Linked DNA regions of Sus scrofa: all the other regions are linked to region 2. A link is a contact called in public Hi-C and HiChIP or PLAC-seq data. All regions are on one chromosome and are shown on one strand. Each heading gives the region's core, a stretch centred on a gene start, on an enhancer-like site or on the middle of the called end of the contact. The rest is flanking DNA. Distances are from core to core; before and after follow the strand shown.

Evidence for each region. Hi-C and Micro-C count contacts between places; a contact is called where the count stands out from the background. HiChIP or PLAC-seq counts read pairs in DNA pulled down with a chosen protein or histone mark.
Region 1: a contact with region 2 is called in a Hi-C map of skeletal muscle, with 3 times the contacts expected there. The contact joins two enhancer-like sites. A contact is called at or near these places in 2 of 47 Hi-C or Micro-C datasets (embryonic fibroblasts and skeletal muscle) and 1 of 2 datasets of contacts at active chromatin or transcription factors (skeletal muscle).
Region 3: a contact with region 2 is called in an H3K27ac HiChIP or PLAC-seq map of skeletal muscle. The contact joins two enhancer-like sites. A contact is called at or near these places in 1 of 47 Hi-C or Micro-C datasets (skeletal muscle) and 1 of 2 datasets of contacts at active chromatin or transcription factors (skeletal muscle).

Annotation. Positions count from the first base shown.
Region 1 is chr2:43,241,001-43,243,700 of Sscrofa11.1, reverse strand. No RefSeq gene overlaps it. Among named protein-coding and RNA genes, the nearest start is that of INSC, 770 kb to the left of the region's middle. Within about 2 kb of position 1,415, at least 6 of the 83 cell types and tissues checked have an H3K27ac peak or open chromatin away from gene starts, as enhancers often do. A contact at or near this core is called in skeletal muscle, where this site is marked.
Region 2 is chr2:43,393,514-43,396,213 of Sscrofa11.1, reverse strand. No RefSeq gene overlaps it. Among named protein-coding and RNA genes, the nearest start is that of INSC, 620 kb to the left of the region's middle. Within about 2 kb of position 1,388, at least 5 of the 83 cell types and tissues checked have an H3K27ac peak or open chromatin away from gene starts, as enhancers often do. A contact at or near this core is called in skeletal muscle, where this site is marked.
Region 3 is chr2:43,261,282-43,263,981 of Sscrofa11.1, reverse strand. No RefSeq gene overlaps it. Among named protein-coding and RNA genes, the nearest start is that of INSC, 750 kb to the left of the region's middle. Within about 2 kb of position 1,416, at least 10 of the 83 cell types and tissues checked have an H3K27ac peak or open chromatin away from gene starts, as enhancers often do. A contact at or near this core is called in skeletal muscle, where this site is marked.

The DNA.
Region 1 (2,700 bases), core at 166-2,665, 150 kb after region 2:
TATCTTTTCTTATCCCAAACTTAACATGCATTGGTAGAACAAGGTGAGGATAACTACGATGAACACTGCTGTATGTAAAGGAGAGTAATAAAATGGAAGCATCAAGTGATCACTGGTCCATAGCAATTCTGAAATATGGCTGGGCAAATGCCATAAACCCATACCCTGGAGTAGGCAATATTCTTTGATTAGATACCAGTCTGCTCCCTGGCTGTAGTCACCGTTCTCCATGGCTCTTGGCTTCATACTTGGATAAGTTCTTCCTTTTCCAGGATCCTCTTTGGATACATCTGTGGAGAACATTAGGGGACCTTCTGTCTTTGGGTGCTGAGTGGCAAAAATTGGGGGGCCTTAAAAAGTTAGTTTATGTCTTTAACAGTTACAGTCTCCTAATTCACACTGATAGCTCCTTTCGAAATAAAAATCTCTCAAAACCATTACTGACTATTCACCAAAAAACTTTATGTGCCAATAGCCACACTCAGAATTCTTTTCAAGACATGCCTCTCTTTCTAGAATTAGAGGTGCTTCTAACTTACCATGCTTTCATGAGAGAGCAAACCTTTCATTTCCTTTCCCTGCACTATTTTGTACCAAGTTAAATAATTTACTGAGGATAACCTTAATTAATTTAAAGATTTTAACAAAGGTATAGCGGTTATACCCTTGATTTGAACTTTGCTTTGGGACTATAATATAAGTAACTTTTGTTGCTCAACCCATCTTACAGTTTGTAAATGAGAATCAGTTATACCCTACAAGTCCTGAAAGTCCTGGATTCTCTCTTTTTCCTTTTATTCCTGCTTGAAAACTGGACAATTAATTACTTCTAAACTCATCTCTTTCTTACAGTACCTTGTCTAATGAAGCCAAGAACAAGCAAACACATGGTCTCATTCTGTTTGCCGAAGTCTTCACCTAAAGCCACACCTTCATTATGTAAATTATCTATCTTCCAAGTTATATCAGGAAATAGTTTTACTAAGTGCTTAGCCACTGCCTAACGTGAGTCACTTTGTTGTCAGCTTCAATAATAGTTTCCTCCCTGCCCACTGCTTGACTCTGAAGCCAGTGCCACATAATTTGGTTGTTTTTGTTTCATTTTGTTTTGTTATGGTAACACCCCACTTCTGGTACCAATTTCTGTATTAGTCAGCTTTCATTGGGTAAGACCATGGTAACAGCCCCAAATCTCAGTGACTTCCAAAAACAGTGGTTTATTTTTGTTCATGTGTAATGTGAGCCTTACCCAGTGAAGATTGACTTATGCACTTCTATACTAGAAATGTGAGCTCAAGGGAAACTCCAGTGCTTCAGAGATGGTGTTATAATAAGAAGAAATTCTACAAGAGGGGAAAATCTGCCTTCTACTGCTGTCTTCCTTAATACAGCAAATGACTTCACCATCTAGCTGGCTTCCTGAAGCTACAAATAGATAGATGAGTAATCCTCTAATTCTTCCTCTCTTTCAGCCCCTACATCCTCCAACCTTCAAATAAAAATATTCTTGGCAACCAGAACATTACCTGACTTATTGTGTTGCCTCTTGAAATGTTGTTTATGTTCATGCACAAAATTATCTGATTAAAAGAAAATCTAATGTTTATTAAATTCCTATTCTGAAGCAGGGACCATAGCTCCCATAGCTGTTAAGTGAAAATACAAGGAACCAAACCCAAGCCTGTCTCACTGAAATGTCTCTGCTCTTTATATACTTTATACATCTATCAGTAATTGCTTTGGGGCTAACTAGAGGTCCATAAAAACAGGTGTAGGCAGATCCTCATTTGCCATTATCTCATTTCTGGCTGTGTATTCAAACATGTTGTCTACAGGAGGGAACCTGGCCTGCTTACTCATTAAGGCCAACAGAGGACACATGTCCAGGGTCATCTTCATCTTCATCTGAAGGGCTTCAGAGCATCTCTTCGATTTAAGGGAATCTTCTTGTGAAGTATTAGTGTCTCCCTCTAAGCTCTAGAATTACCCAAGAAGGAGAGTCTTAAGTTGCTGCTTTAATTACCTGACCATTCTTCTCACTACCTAGGAAATTATGAGACAAACACAGCACTGAGAGCATTATATCTAAGAAAATGATACAGATCACAGAAGCTAGTCTTCAAAGATAAAAAGACCCCCAATAACTGGCAGTATTCATGCCCTGGTATAGTCTCCTCCCACCTTGAATCTGGCTTGGTCTGTGACATACTTTCATGGATAAAATGTAGCATTATGCGGTGCCAATTCTGAGCTTAAGCTTTAAGAATGCCTGAGTTTTGCACTTTGGGGACCACTGAGCTGCTCTGTGAGTAATCTTGCTCCCTGCTGGAAGGCACACTTGGAGAAACCAAGTGGAGTGGCCACTCAGGGAGAAAGGTCCCAGATTACATGAAGACAGAAAGAAAGACCCAGTCATCTCAGCATGCCAACTGAGTTCAGCTTTCCAGCCAACCTTTCCTGATTTCCCCGGCCGTTGTGAAAGGTGAGATGAAAGAGTGGTTGGGGCCTCTCATCTTCACACAAGTACATAAGTGTGTGTTCTGACACATTCAGTCAACCATACATATGTGCATTGAGCATTGCATTCAGTCAGTCTGTGCTGGTTGGAGTAGGGAAGGGGATGTCAAGCCTATCCTGGAGGACCTTCCATTCAAGAACAAAATAAACTTGTGTGCAGAGGATCACTCTGTATGCTCAGAC
Region 2 (2,700 bases), core at 139-2,638:
CATTTCAATCTGTCTTTCCCAAAGTCATTTGCCTTGCTTATTCCTGACTTTGAGGGCAGATGTGACCACGCTTGGCTCTTTGATTTTTGAGGGGGTAGATAAAGTTGGGGACTGGAGCCACTTTCCTATTACATAACACGATCATTCCCTTAACTAAAAAAGTGGGGGAGGGGGAGGTGCACAGTTTCCAATTCAAGTGCTTTTCAAAAAATAGGGGAAAAACATAGTTAAAAAATTTGAAGAAAGAATGCCTCCCTAAACGTGAAATTGTTCAGAAATAGGTATTTGTAATAGGATTCAAAGTGCTCATGACAGCTACTACTTACACTGTTTAAAAAGTTGCAATTAGTACCAAAAGGCTTGGATGAAGAAAACATCATATCATAGGCATATTTATAAAACAACTTCCATCAGCCAAAGGAAAAATGGACAGAACTCTATTACAAGCTTTTTATATTTGAAGAGCAATTTCTAATAATATATCTAGAAGCCATTTCTGAAATTGACTTAGTGTGCATGATCTGGGATTAATGTTTTTTGCAAAATCACATGCTCATTTGAACGTAAACATTTTGCACTTCCGTTCCACCTCCTGGTTCAGAAGAATGCAACACCAATGTGTAAAATGATCTATCAAAATTAATTGTGAATGCCCTAATCCAATCAAGTCCACCTCATTAGGCAAACATTTAAATTATTAAGTTAAATAGTAGGATATTTCAATATCATCTTGTTATGCTATTTTTATGGCGGTGCAAATGCTGTCTACAGATGGGCTCAGCTTCCTGGACTTGCCACTATTGTTGAGGCACTTATCACCTCCGCTGGCAGGTTTCACACCTGTGTGACCTTGGTCCAGCCACAAACACTCACTCCCTCATAATTACTGTTGGAGCACCTACTATGTGCTAAAATTTGAAAGCCAGAGAAGACCTGCAGGATTAGCTCGTCACTTCTTTTCGAAGACATAGAAACTGAAGTTCTGAGAGCTTGGATCCTTTTTCATGGATCACTCAGCAAATTTGTAGCAGAGCAGCATGGAGAATCATGGCTTCCTGACTGCATCCATCTCTCTGCTTTCTTTTTCACTCTTCTAAATTGGTTTCCTGTTCATCTCCCTCTCTGCTTTAATTGAAGTAGAAATATAGAAATAAAATAGATCAGGTCCATGTTGGACATATTTTGAATAATGAGTCTTTTGCAAAATGACACTTTTATCCCACCCCCACCCCCACCCCATACCACACAAGATACACTCCCAACCTGGTTGTTCTTCTCAGGGCTTTAAATAGCTTGTCCTTTCCAAATTCCTCCAGCCAGCAAACAGCTATTCATCATTCTATATTTCCTTGAAGGCCAGCCCAACAGAGACATGTTTGGAAGAAATAAGATCTGGATGTCTCAGATTCCAGCCCCCAAATTAGTCTCTGGGTATGTGTATGTTGCAGGGAGGAAGAAGAAAGAGGAAACAGATAGGAACTAAAGCAGGCCTGAGGTCCAGGCATCACTCTGCCTATACTGGGATCCGGAAAATTACGTAGTCCTGTCCTCACCAGAACCCCCACTCCCTTTCCCCTCAGGGAGTGTGATCATGATGTCTGAAGATTTCACCCCAATTCTGGATGCAGATCTAGGGGACCTCTAGATGCTACCCTATTCTTTGCCATAAAGTGAAATGAAGAATTTCCCTGTGAACCCTTTTTGGTGTTTGGCTCAAATATGCACCCAGTTCTCTTTTCCTTATCCTCGGGGCGTGACTGAGGCAGGGAAAGAACTACCAAAGACATTTCCAAGGGAAACAGAACAGAGAGGGCCAATGGATCTGGATAATCCACACTGCTGAGTTTAGCTAGTGGGTTGTCTGATCCAGGCACCAGAGTTTCATTACAACCTTCATGAGTCCTGGTTGGCACTTTTGTCTCCATGGGCAATTTCCTCCATAAAATCTTTAAAAATTAAAAAAAAATCTTAAAACTACATTAATATAAAGAGGAATATATTAATATTATGAAATGACATTTCTTTCAACCTAAATTTTTTTTTTCCTCCTGATGTTAAAGGAATTTAAAATGTTTCTGTGAGTCCCTCCCTAAAGGTACCAGGGGCGCCGGGCACTGAGCCTACTGTTAATGGATAAATGCGCGCTGTCAGGCCCAAGAGCGTGAAGCTCAGGGAGAAAAGTCTCCCACTCTGCCTCCATTTGGTGGATGGACATCAATTCCAACAGCCTGGAAATATCTAGTTTCTCTGGATGCGGGCAAGAGGAAAGAGCTTTATCTCCTGTCCTCTCATTTCCTATTTCCTATCTGAGCACAAATTGAAAATTATTGGTGTAGGAAGAGGTCACCGTCTTTAATATCAATCAAGCTTAGGCTCTCCAAGGTTATCTTTGGAGGAAAACCACCTTTGTTCCTTGTCCTCTCAGTTTGATTCCTTTTGCCACCATCACAACCGTCCTCCGTAAAGACACATTGTTCACATGTTAAAATGCAGCTCAGTCAGGGTTAGAATCATCAAAAGACCTTCCCAAGGGGAAGTAAACACAGAGAATACTGTGAATTCATGATTCAAAAGGGCCCATAAGAACAGATGTTGGCAGCTATGACTCAGCAGAGGGACCTGGGTAGCCTTTGTTTAAAGAGCTGTAAAATTGGAAACTAATGCACCACTGGTGGGAGTATAGGTTGGTGCAACCCCTTT
Region 3 (2,700 bases), core at 167-2,666, 130 kb after region 2:
AGACACACACGCACACCCACACAAACATACACACATGCAGGCCCACCACCACACTAATGACCAGCAGCTTAATGAAACCCCCTCCTCTGTGTGAGCCGCGTTAGTGAGTTGATCCAGTAATAGAAGACAAGCCATACAAATTGAAAACTAAAAACTTCCAGATTTCATCCTGCTTTTCCTTATGTCACTTATTTTATGCTGCATGAATTGGATATTAGTTTCCCCGTTTCGCTGAAATGTCGGATCACTAGGGTAGCTTGAGCAGACTCAATTTCTCTTCGAGTAATAGAGTGAGATTATTCAAAATTATTTCCAGTGGGCTGAGCCTGCCTGTTCCTTCTGTTATGAGAATAGAAGTAAACAACTCGCCACCCTCTTCGCAAGCTGACATCCTTGACACTGAGCCCCTTTGCCTAGCTCCTTAATCGCGAGAGCATTTTGGTTTTAGCCACGCTCAATTAATTCATCCAGGAAAGGGTCCAGTCAGAAAGAGTTGATTTAAAGTGAGATAAACTGGGCATCTGCTTGGAAAACCAGATGATCCCAACTATGTCTTTCATCGTGAGAAAATGAAGAGCTCTCCACGTTTAGAGCAGTAACTTCTCAGGAGCGTTTTTTTTTTTTTTTTTTTTTTTTTTTTTAAACCCTGAGAGTTTAAGCAACAGCAGTGACAGAAGCGATGCATGGGCTGCCTCTCCTGGAGTGTGACAGGCTGTGCTATTGAGGATGAAGAGACTCCCAAGCCACCCACCGCCCCCCCTCACCTCTGGGTCTGGCAGGACCAGGTGAGAAGGGCTGGGAGTCAGGGTAGGGTTTTTAATCCCCAGCTAGACATGCAGCTGGTCCCTCTCGCCATTGAACACGAAAGAGCTGAGCTAGCACTTGGGAAAGTGGGATGTCAACATTTTTTGCTCAAATTTGATAAGCAGCGGAAGATTAGCACCTTCCTCGAGTCTCTGTTTCGAACAATGTTCCTTTCAAGGCATCCAAATTTGGCAGAAAATCCAGACCCTGCAGACAGCCCTGAGGCTTGCGGGGAGGGGTGGGAAGAATTGAGCAGGGGAGGGAAGATATATGGTGACAAACCCCAAACCCACAGCTTTTCATGCAGCAACGCTCACTTGGGGAAAGAAGGAAGCCTGACCACGTGCGTTTTCCACCATAGGGGCCCTCCTTGGGCTGGTTTTGGGGTGTACCCGGCTGAGAAAGAAGGCCAGACGGAAAAGCATCTGTCCAGTGGGCAGGCAGACCCTGGCCCTCAGTGGCCTCGAGTCACCCTAGGCATCCTGCTTCACTGTGCCGAAAGCATTACATGGCACAAAGGAGCTGGGGAAATCAGGGACCAATCAGAGCATTAAAAACAGGCTTTTCTGGCCTCCCAGGGAAGGCTAGGGTTTCGCTCGGCTGCCATCTCCTCACATTTTCCACTGATGTCACCCCAGGCAAATAATTGGTGGAGAAGAGGCTTAAAGGGGAAGAGAGGGGCTGTGTGAACAGAACACAGCAGGATGGGGAGAAAACAGGGCTGGGACTGGCCCCAGCTGTGACCATGGGGAGCTCTCCCTCACTTGGGAAGCGGGAGTGCAGGCCAGCCGTTTGCTGGGAAAGGAAACTCTCCTCTTGTTTCTTGATCAAAAAAAAATGCGAGGGGAGTTTGCTTCTCTCAAGAGTGGAGAGATGTCTCTTCGTGCCAGCCCCGACCTTGGCTCCCCCTGGCCCAGCCAGAAAACACGAGGCTGCTGAGCAGGAAGGGGGTTCTGGACCTGCCTCTCCTGCTCTGTGCAGCACTGGGAGATCCTGGGCCCTCTCTGGACTCAGCTGTAATGGGTGGTGGCCCAGGATTTGATTGTGTAGTGGTGTGTTCAGTGACTGTGTTCCCAAAACCCACTCTGAAGGTCTTTGCAGATAAATTTCTCCAAACAGGCTGAAATTCAAAAAATATTAACTAAATGTCTCCTATGTGCCAGGCGTTGTGCTAGATACTTTGATGTTAATCACTGATGATTTATTTTTTTAAAAAAATTTGAGTGGCCTGTGTCATGTGATCACTTTGCTAGGGTCTGGGGGTGAAGCAGTAAGCAAGACAGATGCTTCTCTCTCCTCTCAGACCTTACATTCAAGCCTCCCTTTTGTACTTGGCAATACTATGATATAGTATATTAGCTGCATGTCACAAATGAGGTGATAGCAGCTCAGAGAGGAGGAGTGACTTACCCAAGGTCACACAGCACGCGGGAATACAGTCAGGAAAGAGAAAACCTGTCTTCTGGCTTTAAACTCACATCCTGAATTCCCATGCAAAGTGTAGCAGGCAATGCTGAAATGATCTCCCCAGCCCACAAAGAAGGAGAAAGAAAAAGGAGAGAGAGAGAGAGGAGGGAGAGACAGAAGGGAATCAGTTTCTGCTTTGAAATTCTCACACCACAAAATATTTCTGTACATGCTGTCTCCAGCCATCACTCTCCAGGAGGCCAAAGCTCTGACCTGCCCAAATTCTGTTCCTCTACTCCAAATATTTCTTATACCAACCAGGCAAGAAATGCTGAAGGGGCCGACCAAAAAACTAAGGCTCTAATAATAATAATAGGCTTACATTAAACCAAATAAAGTCATTCTGAAATGACTAAAGAGAAATAGCAGAGGAGAAATGCCCCTAGGCTCACACTCTGTTTCTGCACCGCACATTATACCTTTTCATCA